Linked DNA regions of Rattus norvegicus: region 2 is linked to region 1. A link is a contact called in public Hi-C data. All regions are on one chromosome and are shown on one strand. Each heading gives the region's core, a stretch centred on a gene start, on an enhancer-like site or on the middle of the called end of the contact. The rest is flanking DNA. Distances are from core to core; before and after follow the strand shown. Region 1 has its middle 15 kb from the start of Dnajc13. Region 2 has its middle 11 kb from the start of Trnac-gca31.

The links. Hi-C and Micro-C count contacts between places; a contact is called where the count stands out from the background.
Region 2: a Hi-C map of the A7r5 cell line shows a contact between it and region 1, with 4 times the contacts expected there. The contact joins two enhancer-like sites. A contact is called at or near these places in 8 of 12 Hi-C or Micro-C datasets (the A7r5 cell line, the Rat2 cell line, Schwann cells and 4 more).

The regions. Positions count from the first base shown.
Region 1 is chr8:113,768,309-113,773,282 of GRCr8, forward strand. No RefSeq gene overlaps it. Among named protein-coding and RNA genes, the nearest start is that of Dnajc13, 15 kb to the left of the region's middle. Within about 2 kb of position 3,118, at least 12 of the 93 cell types and tissues checked have an H3K27ac peak or open chromatin away from gene starts, as enhancers often do. A contact at or near this core is called in the A7r5 cell line, where this site is marked.
Region 2 is chr8:113,885,166-113,890,542 of GRCr8, forward strand. No RefSeq gene overlaps it. Among named protein-coding and RNA genes, the nearest start is that of Trnac-gca31, 11 kb to the right of the region's middle. Within about 2 kb of position 1,801, at least 4 of the 93 cell types and tissues checked have an H3K27ac peak or open chromatin away from gene starts, as enhancers often do. A contact at or near this core is called in the A7r5 cell line, where this site is marked.

The sequences.
Region 1 (4,974 bases), core at 1,868-4,367:
TTGGTCTCCTGAAATTTCTATTCATTAGGGGAAGATTCTCACTACAGGAGCCCCTGGGGTTACAAATGTGCACCCCACCACATCCAGCTCTACACGGGGTTCTGGGGATCTGAACTTGGCCATTCACACTTGCGAGGCGGGTCCTTTACCCACCGAGTCGTCTCCCCACCCCCAATATGTTTTATTTTCTAGAGTAAATATTAAAAACTAAATATGGAATTGCATGGTTGCTTGGTAAACTATCATGTGTGAGTGCGGGTGAGCGTACCATAGCATGTGTGTGGAGGTCAGAGGACAGCTTGTGAGAGCGGATTCTCACCTTCCACCACGTGGGTTCCAGGGTCGAACCCAGGTCAGGTTCTCACAGTTAGCGTGGTTAGCATGACCGAGTTTCAGAATGTGACCCTTTCTTGGCTGCTTAGGTGGAATTGGAAGGGCTGGGTGATGATGAAGAGACAAAGTCCCCAAGTGCCATCACCGTGTCATTTCCTTTGGAGGTTAGGGTCAGAATCTAAGCATGCATTCGTTTTTGGTCTAGGGAGGGAAATCCTTTGTATGATCTAGTAGTAAGGAGAGACAATATGGCAGTATACTTCACCCCAAACCCAGAGGTCTCACAGTTCATAATTTGCATCATAAGTTTGGATAACAGAGCCAGGTGTGGTGATGCAGTTCTGAGATTCCCCACACTTGTGAGGGGCTGGGGTGGGGTGGGCAAGAGGACTGTCATTTAAAGATCTTCCTCCACCTGGTGAATTTTCGGTCAACCTGCGTTCCACGAATTCCTGTCTCTACTGGCTGGTTTTGTGTGTCAACTTGACACAAGCTGGGGTTATCACAGAGAAAGGAGCCTCAGTTGTGGAAACGCCTCCATGAGACCCAGCTGTAAGGCATTTTCTCAACTAGTGATCAAAGCGGGAGGATCCAGCCCATTGTGGGTGGTGCCATCCCTGGGCTGATGGTCCTGGGTTCTATAAGAGAGCAAGCTGAGCGAGGCAGGGGAAGCAAGCCAGCAAGTAACGTCCCTCCATGGCCTCTGCATCAGCTCCCGCTTCCTGACCTGCTTGAGTTCCAGTCCTGACTTCCTTTGGGGATGAACAACAATGCGGAAGTGTAAGCTGAACAAACCCTCTCCTCCCCCAACTTGCTTCTTGGTCCTGATGTTGTTCAGGAATAGAAACCCTAAGACACTATCTCAAAAAAGGTAGAGGGAGAAGCTTGCGTAACCGAACCTCTCTCTGCAGTTTGTTGACTTCTCAAATGGTCTTCATAGTCAACCTCAAACCAACAGAACCAGCATCAGCTGAGAGCTCCTCCACTGACTGATGCCTGGCTTTCTGGAGATCTGCAGAGTCCGGTCTGTCCAATGCAATAGACCTTGAACTTCAGAGCCAGCGTGCATCGACTTACGTTCTGTTTTGCATATATATATATCCTCCAAAAATGCTGAATTTGACCATACTGTGTACTCAGATTCCTCATTTGAGAGATGAAGGCAGAGGTAATATCCATTTCAAATATCTGTTAACCCCGCTAAGCATTTAGAACAGCGTTCTCGATACAGTAACTGCTCTAAAGCCCCCTGTATTACAGGTAGCAATATTTTACCAGGCGCTTCTGGGACCTGCAAGCAACAGCCATATAGACCCGCATCTCCTATGTCACAGGTTCGTATGTTACTCATGGGCACACTCATCAAATTTGCATTTAAAAAAAAAAACCCTTTAAGTTTGAGTCGTGGAGTCCCGGTTAGTGGGTTTGGGTTTGGGTTTGGGTTTGGGTTTGGTTTGGGTCAGCTTCACACAGGTGCAGTCATCTGAAAGATAGAATCACAAGGAGTAAATTCCTCCATCAGATTGGCCTGTAGGCAAGCCTGTGGGGCATTTTCTTAATTGGTGATTGATGTAGCCAGGTGCAACCCATTGTGAGTCCTTCTGTCCCCGGCAGGTGGCCCCAGAAGTTTTTGTTTGTTTGTTTTTAAAGCCTGGCTTCTGCTTCAGATCCTGCCTCAGCTTCCTGCACTGACTTCTCTTCATGATGAACTGGAAGATAGAAGATGACGTTTTTTTCTGATGTGAGCCTATGTAGGGTTGTGGGACCCACATCTGCTCCGCCACAGGGCTCTGATGCCCGGGGAAGCTGGATGTGGGAAGTTTGACCGCCCTTACCCGATGCTGTGGAAGGGCTGGTGTCAGGCTGTATAGGGCACTCTGGGACACTGTTTCAGGGGCCGGGAAGCGTTGTCTGTGGCGCAGGACATAGCTGGGGTGGGGTGGGGGAATCCCCAGGCCTTCAAGGAGGCCCGGGCTATCTGGTTCTCAGGCTCTTGGGCATCCAGGCGCAGCTGGGAGCTGTGGAAAGCTGAGAACGGAGTAGGGGCCTGGGTCTGGCTCTAGCCCGGGGCCCAGGGGGAAAGAGAGAGCTCCGGCTTGTCTCAGGGAAAGCCTTTGGCTTGATTGCAATGGGCTTGAGCTTGGTTTGGCTGCGACCATGGCTGGGAGCACAGAGAGGCCTTCTACAGGAGATTAGACAACGACTCTGTAGGCAAAGGTCTTCTCCATGGCTCCTTACAGCAGATCCTAATGAAGAGGGACAGTCCATGGTTTTAAGGCATTTATTGTCATGGAGGAAAGTGGATGAGTAAAACCGTACCCCACTCCTCAGGGTGGGCCTGAGATTAAATACCTTTTGCAGGGAGGAGAGTCTGGGAAGGAAAGTTCATTGGCTAAACCTCCAGACCTTTAGGTACCTTGTTAAAATGGAGATCTGTCTTGAGCCTACGTCTGTGGTCACGGCCTCTACCTGTGGAGGGGTTTGGGGCGTTGCCACAAATCTATGAAGGGCTGCGGTTAGTGAATGGAGCCTGGTGCCTGGGAGTCAGGCGAAGCGTCTACTGTCCCTTAGGGTCACCAGGGTTTCTAGTTAGAATACTATTGCCAACAAGCACAATGGCCAATTGATCCATGTGTAGTAGCCTACTCCAGTTTTGTCCAACATAAAAGTCCACAGCGGGGGACCTAGGTGGATTGAGAAAGAATCCACCCTTTAGACAGAATAGAAGGTAAGGAGGGTGGGTTTGTTTTTTGTTGGTTTGGTTTTGGTGTTTTGGTTTTTGTACACTGTAGGGGGCGCAGGAGGCACTGCAGCATAGAACTGCCAGCACGTTGTGCTGGACTGTGCCTGTGTAGTAGCGGTGGAGGGCTATGGAGTTAAAAATATGTATATTAAAATCCGATGTTAATAGGGGTTGGGGATTTAGCTCAGTGGTAGAGCGCTTGCCTAGTAAGCGCAAGGCCCTGGCTCCAAAAAAAAAAAAAAAAAAAAAAAAAAGAAGAAAAAAATCCGATGTTAAAGGAAAAAGATCCGATGTTAAAGGAAAAAGAAACCTATTTGCATGTTTAATCATGTAATGAGCACATATGAACACTAGGTGGCAGAACATACCCACAAACTAGCATCTGAAACCCCAGCGAGCCTTCAGATCCAGCAATGCATAGTTTGATGACTGAGGCCTATTTTGAGAAGCACATCCTTAGGTGAGCTCATCCCAGGCTGTGCTTGCATGAACCCAGATAAATATCTCCTCTCAGACCATGAGACAATCAATCCTCCTTCTTCCCCCCACTTACATCTTGTCCCCACAGTGAGAAAAGTAACGCACAGCTCCTCCAGAGTCCTAGACGCACCTGGAGTTTGTCACCACGGATAACCGCCATCTCATCCGTGGCGTAGCCTCTGGTTAGACAGACTTCTTGAGTGTTCTCTTCCAGATGACATTCATTCGTTCCTTAGTGACATCATGCCTAGGTCACTCGAGGTTCTTGATGGTGGTCAGAGGTGTTAAAACTCTACCAGAACTCTACCAGTGTGTCTTCCTCGATTGTGGCAATTAATCTCCTCAGTTAATGGCCTTAAAAGCTGTTATGATTTCTTGATCCTTTGCTTGGATCACAAGTTGCGTTTGGAGAAAGAAACTCCACTTTGACGTGGGGATTAGGATCACTAACAGAAGGCTGTGTGGGAACAAAATCTGGATGGAGTGCTATTCTCCAAGAGGCTTTTCTATTCCGTTTGCACAGCATTTCGGGGGGGGGGGCATCTTGGAGGAGGAGCTGGGTCACTTTACTGTTTCTGGACCCCAAAGGCCTTGAACTAACTTGGCTTTGTAACGAACGGTAGGACAGCCGGGCATTCATGTCTAGACTGGGAAGATTTTCATCTATACTGACAAGTTTTCTCTAGAAAGTAACTTTTGTTGGTATCAGGAATTGCCTTCAGCAGCAACACTGTTTGGTCAGTTACTATTGCCATGGCAACAACCATACAGTCCCAGAAGACCTTTTGGCTCAATTCACACCTTCCCCTGGGAATAGTTACAGCACATTCCAAATAAAAGGCAGACTTCCTCTGCCCTCCTCTTTTCTCTTCTTTCTCTCGCCCCTTCCCCTTGTCTCATTCTCCTATTAAATCTCTCCACGTGGAACCGTGTTGGTTTGGTGTGCTCTATCCGGATGGGCATGGGCCCATATTTAACAATGAGATTTTTTTTTTTTTTTTTTTTGGTTCTTTTTTTTTCGGAGCTGGGGACCGAACCCAGGGCCTTGCGCTTCCTAGGTAAGCGCTCTACCACTGAGCTAAATCCCCAGCCCCAACAATGAGATTTTTAATAACATTGGTGGCTCGCACGCAGCTTCTGATTTCCCTGTGACTACCCCCCTCCCCCTTGGCCACCGCTGCAAGCCAGCCTCGGCATCGACAGGACAGGACAGGCCGAGGGGGGACCGCTACAGTTCTGTGCTCATCCTGCTGCTCACGCTGCTCCAAATTGAATCACCGGGTCTTCTAGGCCTCTACTGCCACCTGCTGGCTGCTGTGAGGTTCGAGACTTCTTCGACCATGTGAGTTTTGCTTCACCTGGCTGGCACGGACTTCTGCGTAAACCGCAGCTGCCTTCCGTGACACGTTTTGCTAGTT
Region 2 (5,377 bases), core at 551-3,050, 120 kb after region 1:
AAGGTGTTGCCTCGTAACCCCCTGTCAGTTCAGCTCCAGGGGATCTGAAGCCCTTTTGGCTTCTTTGGGTGCTGCACTCACACAGAACACACAGACTGACAAACACATAATTGAAATAAACTAAACCCAGAAAGCAGGCATTTCAGAAGCTGGTTAGGAATGGAGATTCTCCCACAGGTTCCCAGTGCACCCAGATGTCCCAGGTATAACTTACACAACTGGCTCCGGTGAACACAGTTCCAGAAACACTTTTTAAAAAAAAATCAGAACAACCAATTAGGGAAAGAAGAAGTCACTAGAATACTTGGAATCTCCTTTTTCTTTTTCTTTTTCTTTTTGTTTTGTTTTGTTCTGCTCATTAATGTCTTTTCTTTTATTGGATATTTTCTTTATTTACATCAAATGGTATCCCCTTTCCTGGTTTCCCCTCCAGAAACCCCCATCTCCTCCCCCTCCCCCTGCTTCTATGAGAGTGCTCCCCCACCAGCTCACTCACCCCCTCCCATCAGGAAGAAAATGACTTAGTACGATAAATATTAATTTTGACTTCCAGGGAAATCTTCATTAGGGAGAAAATGGCAGATGGATCCCAGAAATTAGTCACTAGACATGGAAAGTGGCTGATCACATTAGGAATGCTGAGGAGAAGAATTGCCTGGATTCTCAGATTTATTTAATTTGTTATATGCATTTAGTGGCGATCATCTGTTTGGCTCTACAAATCGGGGAAATGGGTAGGGCTTGACTAGCCACAGCTTTGAGTGAAATGCCAAGCAGCGACCGAGTGGAAATCAAAGTCTTAGTTGAAACCAACATTCTCTCAAAGACCCCTTTGACATTCCCAGAGGAAATGCTGCCCACCAACTGAAGAGGTAGCTCAGTGTCTTAGGTCACCTTTGTGGATCTGCCCTCAAAAGACCAAAACGAAAACCCCTGCTTTGAGGGATCCTCAGGAGAAGAGCTCCTCTCGGTTAGAAATGGATGAGATGGACATGAGAGCAGACTGAAGACGATGATCTGAATCTCGAGGAGAGCACCGAGGATTCCTGCACTTCTTGGAATAGAGACGGTGTGTAACGGATAGTGAGTAAGGTATTTTGACCCTCTGGCTTTCCTTATGTTTGATCTTGGCCCTATAGCTTCATTTAATTTGCTGGTTGAGTTTTACGTGAATAATGTTTGGATCTTATAGGAAGCTCACAAAGGGCTTGTGGGAATACAGAAAATCATCAAGAGAGTTCTAAAGAGAAATAGACCGCACAGGGCCTCCTGGGAAAGATGGCTGAGGGCAAGGGTCAGAATACCAAGCCCCAGGAGAGTGTAGAAAGTCAGAATGCCCTTGGCAAAGGCTGAAAATATCACTAAATATAACCATTATTGCTCTGGTAGGGAGCTCTGTCTTCTTCGTTTGCCAGAGAATCATTGATCTGTGTGTTATCCTTCTGACAGGTTGGTAACTCGCTGCTTAGCCCCAGGAATGGATGACATTGCTCCCAACTAGGTCCCTTAACCCCAAGCTACTCGGAAATAGAACTCGGAGGCTTTATATTTACAGAGCTGATCTTTCTGGGTGACAGAAATCTTGAGGGTTGAATGGGGAAGAAATCCTCCTGTGGCCAGAGAAGTTCAGAAAACCTTAGAAGGAAGGGGTGGAGGGGGCTGTGGTATCCGGGGAGTGGGAAGAGCTTCCTTGAGATATCTATTCTCAAAGCATCACCTTTGATTCATTTCCTCCAGCCTCCTTTGCGGACCATCTGACTCATGATGTAGAAACTCCACATTGTTCAAGTGCGTGGTCATCAGCAACAGCAGCTGCCTAACCAGCCTGTGGTCTTTAGGCCTCTACTCTAAAGAAATTCTAACAAGAAGAAGCAGAGCAAAATGTCTCAATAGGCAGTGTGTCTGACTCTAAGGAAACTCTCATCAGACAATGGTCCAAGTGTGGCCTCTGAACCAGCACCAGCAGCATCACCTTGGAAACTGTGGGAGATGCAAATTCTGTACTTACCTGGAACTTTAGCCATTGTCACCACCACCTCCTCTACCACTAACCCCATCACCATCACCATCACCACCACCACCCCATAGCTTTGTAAGTTTGGTGCCCCTGAGAGCCCAGAAATGTTCAGTTTGGAAAATTTTCGGTATTTGGGGAAATTTGTGGAAGCACATCTCCCCTCTCACTTGAAGGCATGCTTGGAAAATGGAACAAAATTCAATGTTTCTCCCTTTACTCATTGTAATAGTATATAATGTGAGCAACAGAAATAGGAGGTTTTGCTATCCCCACATCCTGCCTCCTCTCAGACAGGGCATGTACCCCTGGCTGGCCTGGGGCTAACTGTGTACACTATGTAGTCCTAGAACTCACAGAGATCTGCCTGTCTCTGTCTCCCAAGTGCTGGGACTAAAAGGCACATGCTATCAGAGCAGGGTGCTTTTTTAGTTTTTTTTTTGTTTTATTGACTATTTATTTCTTTTTTTAAAAAGATAGTTTGGATGTATAGCTCAGGCTGCCCTTGATCCTGCCTCTGCCTCCCAACTATATTAGAATTACAGGTGTGTGCCAGCAGGCCTAGCACCACCTTGAAATGTTTTTGTTATGCAGGAGAAACTATAGTAAATTATAAAGCTACAGAAGACACTCAGATACCAAGGCTTTGATCGCTAGAGGTAGTGGTACACCCCTACAATGAGGCAGGGGGGTTGCATGCTTTGAGCCAGCCTGAGCTACATAGTGAGACCTTGTTTCAAAGAGAGTCTTCTAGGATGTACAGCCATCTTGGTAAATTCATAGAATGGAAGATGGAAATGTAGAGAGTGGGTACAAGTCTTCCTGCCTTCCTCATCTGTCGTCAGTAATGGCGGTTCTCCTCATAAAAGCACAGGCTTGCTGGGTAGAACAGCTTCTCCCTTCCTCTGTGCCTTTTCATCTTGTGCCTTGAGTTGCTGCTGTGCTCTCTACCTTTATCACCATGCCTGGCTTCTTTCTTTGAAGAGATGGCCAGAATGTTACTATTTCTGCCAGAGCTAGACCAAGGTATACCAGTTGGCCTTTTCCAACTCAGCTGGCTGTGTGAAATTTCACCTGTACCTCTATATGTTTCTGGACTCAGCTTTAGATGAAGACAGCTCAAGTCAACTGAATTAAACAGAAATGGTAGAGTTACTGGATTGATCAAAGGAAAGCATTGAAAGCCCAGTTAAGTTTGATTTTTTTTTCTTTTTTTCGGAGCTGGGGACTGAACCCAGGGCCTTGCGCTTGCTAGGCAAGTGCTCTACCGCTGAGCTAAATCCCTAACCCCAAGTTTGAATTTTTGATAAATAGTACATAATTTTACAGACTTAGTAAATCCCATTTAAAAATTATTATTTATTTGAAATTCAAATTTAGTTGACCTATCATTTTCTTTTCCTTGTTTGTTTGTTAGCTTGCTTGCTTGTTTTGTTTTTCTGAGATAGGGTCTTACTGTGTAGCCTAAGCTGTCTTTGAACTCCTGATCCTCCTGCCTCAGTCTCCTAAGTGCTGAAATTACAGTTGTGTGCTGCCAGGCCTGGGCAGTTTACCCCAAATGATTACTCTCAGGAACGAGAGTTCTTATCCAATTGTCTCATCCAGGAGATAGTCATTTGTTCATTGTTTTTCACATATGAGTATATGTATGTATGTGTATGTCTGTTCACATGTATATGGGTGCATGGGGTGAGGAGGACACATGTACATGTGTGTTTCTATACATGGAGGTAAGAGGCTAACATGGGATGACTTCTTCAGTTGCTCTCTGTTTTATTCACTGAAGCAGAACCTGTCTGTCATTGAACCCAGAGTGCACAAAAATGGCTAGTTTACCTAGGCAGCTCACTCTGCTTCAGAACACTGGAATTATAGGAGTGTCCCTATACCCATCAGGCATTGGGTTTTACACATCTGAACTCTGGTCCTCATTCTTGTGTGGCAGGTGCTTTAACCACTGAGCTGTCTCCACAGCTCTGAGCTTCCTTCAGAAAGGAGCATACTAGCCAGAGAATCAGGTCAGACTTAATTGCAGACCTTGAGCAGAAAAGGACATGTAGACAGCTAGCCATAGGATGATACCAAGCACCAGAATGGGGCTAGCTTAAATTGTGTAAATCAACAGCTTATTCTAAAGACTTTGTGTGAAGGAGGAAATGTAGGATATATCACTAATAACTTTTATACCTTGCCTACTTGCTGGGATGATTTGGGATATAGTGGGTTAGAGAGTATTGTTAAAATTAATTTATCTTGTCTGTTGCTGTAATAGAACATAGCTACCAGGAAGTTTAGGTTGATATATATATAGCTTTTCTATTGTTCCCATACTTCCATTTGATTGGATGATACTGGCCGAGATCAGTAGTCAAAGTAGGGGAGACTCAGTGACCATTAGGCCAAAAGCCAGGAGCCAGCCTGGCCAGCAAGCATCAGATTCTCCTCATTATGAGCTTGTGGCTGAAATGAATGGAGCATTCAGAATCCCCGAATGCAGCTTTCACTGTTTAAATTTTCTGGGTTGACTGCTTACATAACAATTGTGGCTTCTGCATGTTTGGCTATTGAAAGATGGCGTCACCTTAGACGTGATGGGAGGGAGCAGGATGGGGAAATGGAGGAGAGGACTGTGTGGGGAAAGGCTTTGGTTCTTAGATGCTGTGTTGTTGGTTACTTCTTATTCTTTTTCTTTCTCTGCATATGAAGCAGGTTGGCAGTGGCCGGCAGCTCTGTCTACATCCGCTGAAAGCAGTTGTCCTCAGTGATTTGAAGTTTGGGGCTTGAAATGACATAGACAGTGACATTAGGCAAAATGGAAGAGATTCGTGAAAATGTCGTTAAACAAATTAAATCTCTGCCAGTCCCCCAGCCCTGGAAACTATTTATAGAGCAGGTTCTGAAAGTGGGACATCCTTTCAGAGCATTCAGGGTTTCGAAGTTCAGATCTAGGGTTTAAAGTTTTGTGATCGGCAGATCCCTCCCTCTGTGCTCACCCGAGGTTCCTGGAAAATGAGGAAATATTGAAAAAGTGAAGCAAAGAGAAACATACAGGCTCTGGAGGCACAGGACACCCCCCACCCCGTCAGTGGTAAAGTGACTTAATCTTTTACCAAGCTTCACTGGTAAAGTGCAGCAATCACACAGATTGAAGAACCAGATTGACGAGTCAGGCCTCAGATGCACAGCCCTCCATCTGTCAATCTCAGGGTTCCTTCCTGATCAGGACATCACATTGTCCTCCACAGATGTCATGCCTGTGGATTTTAAGATGTGACATTTATGGGGGTTGGGGATTTAGCTCAGTGGTTAGAGCGCTTGCCTAGCAAGCAAAAGGCCCTGGGTTCGGTCCCCAGCTCCGAAAAA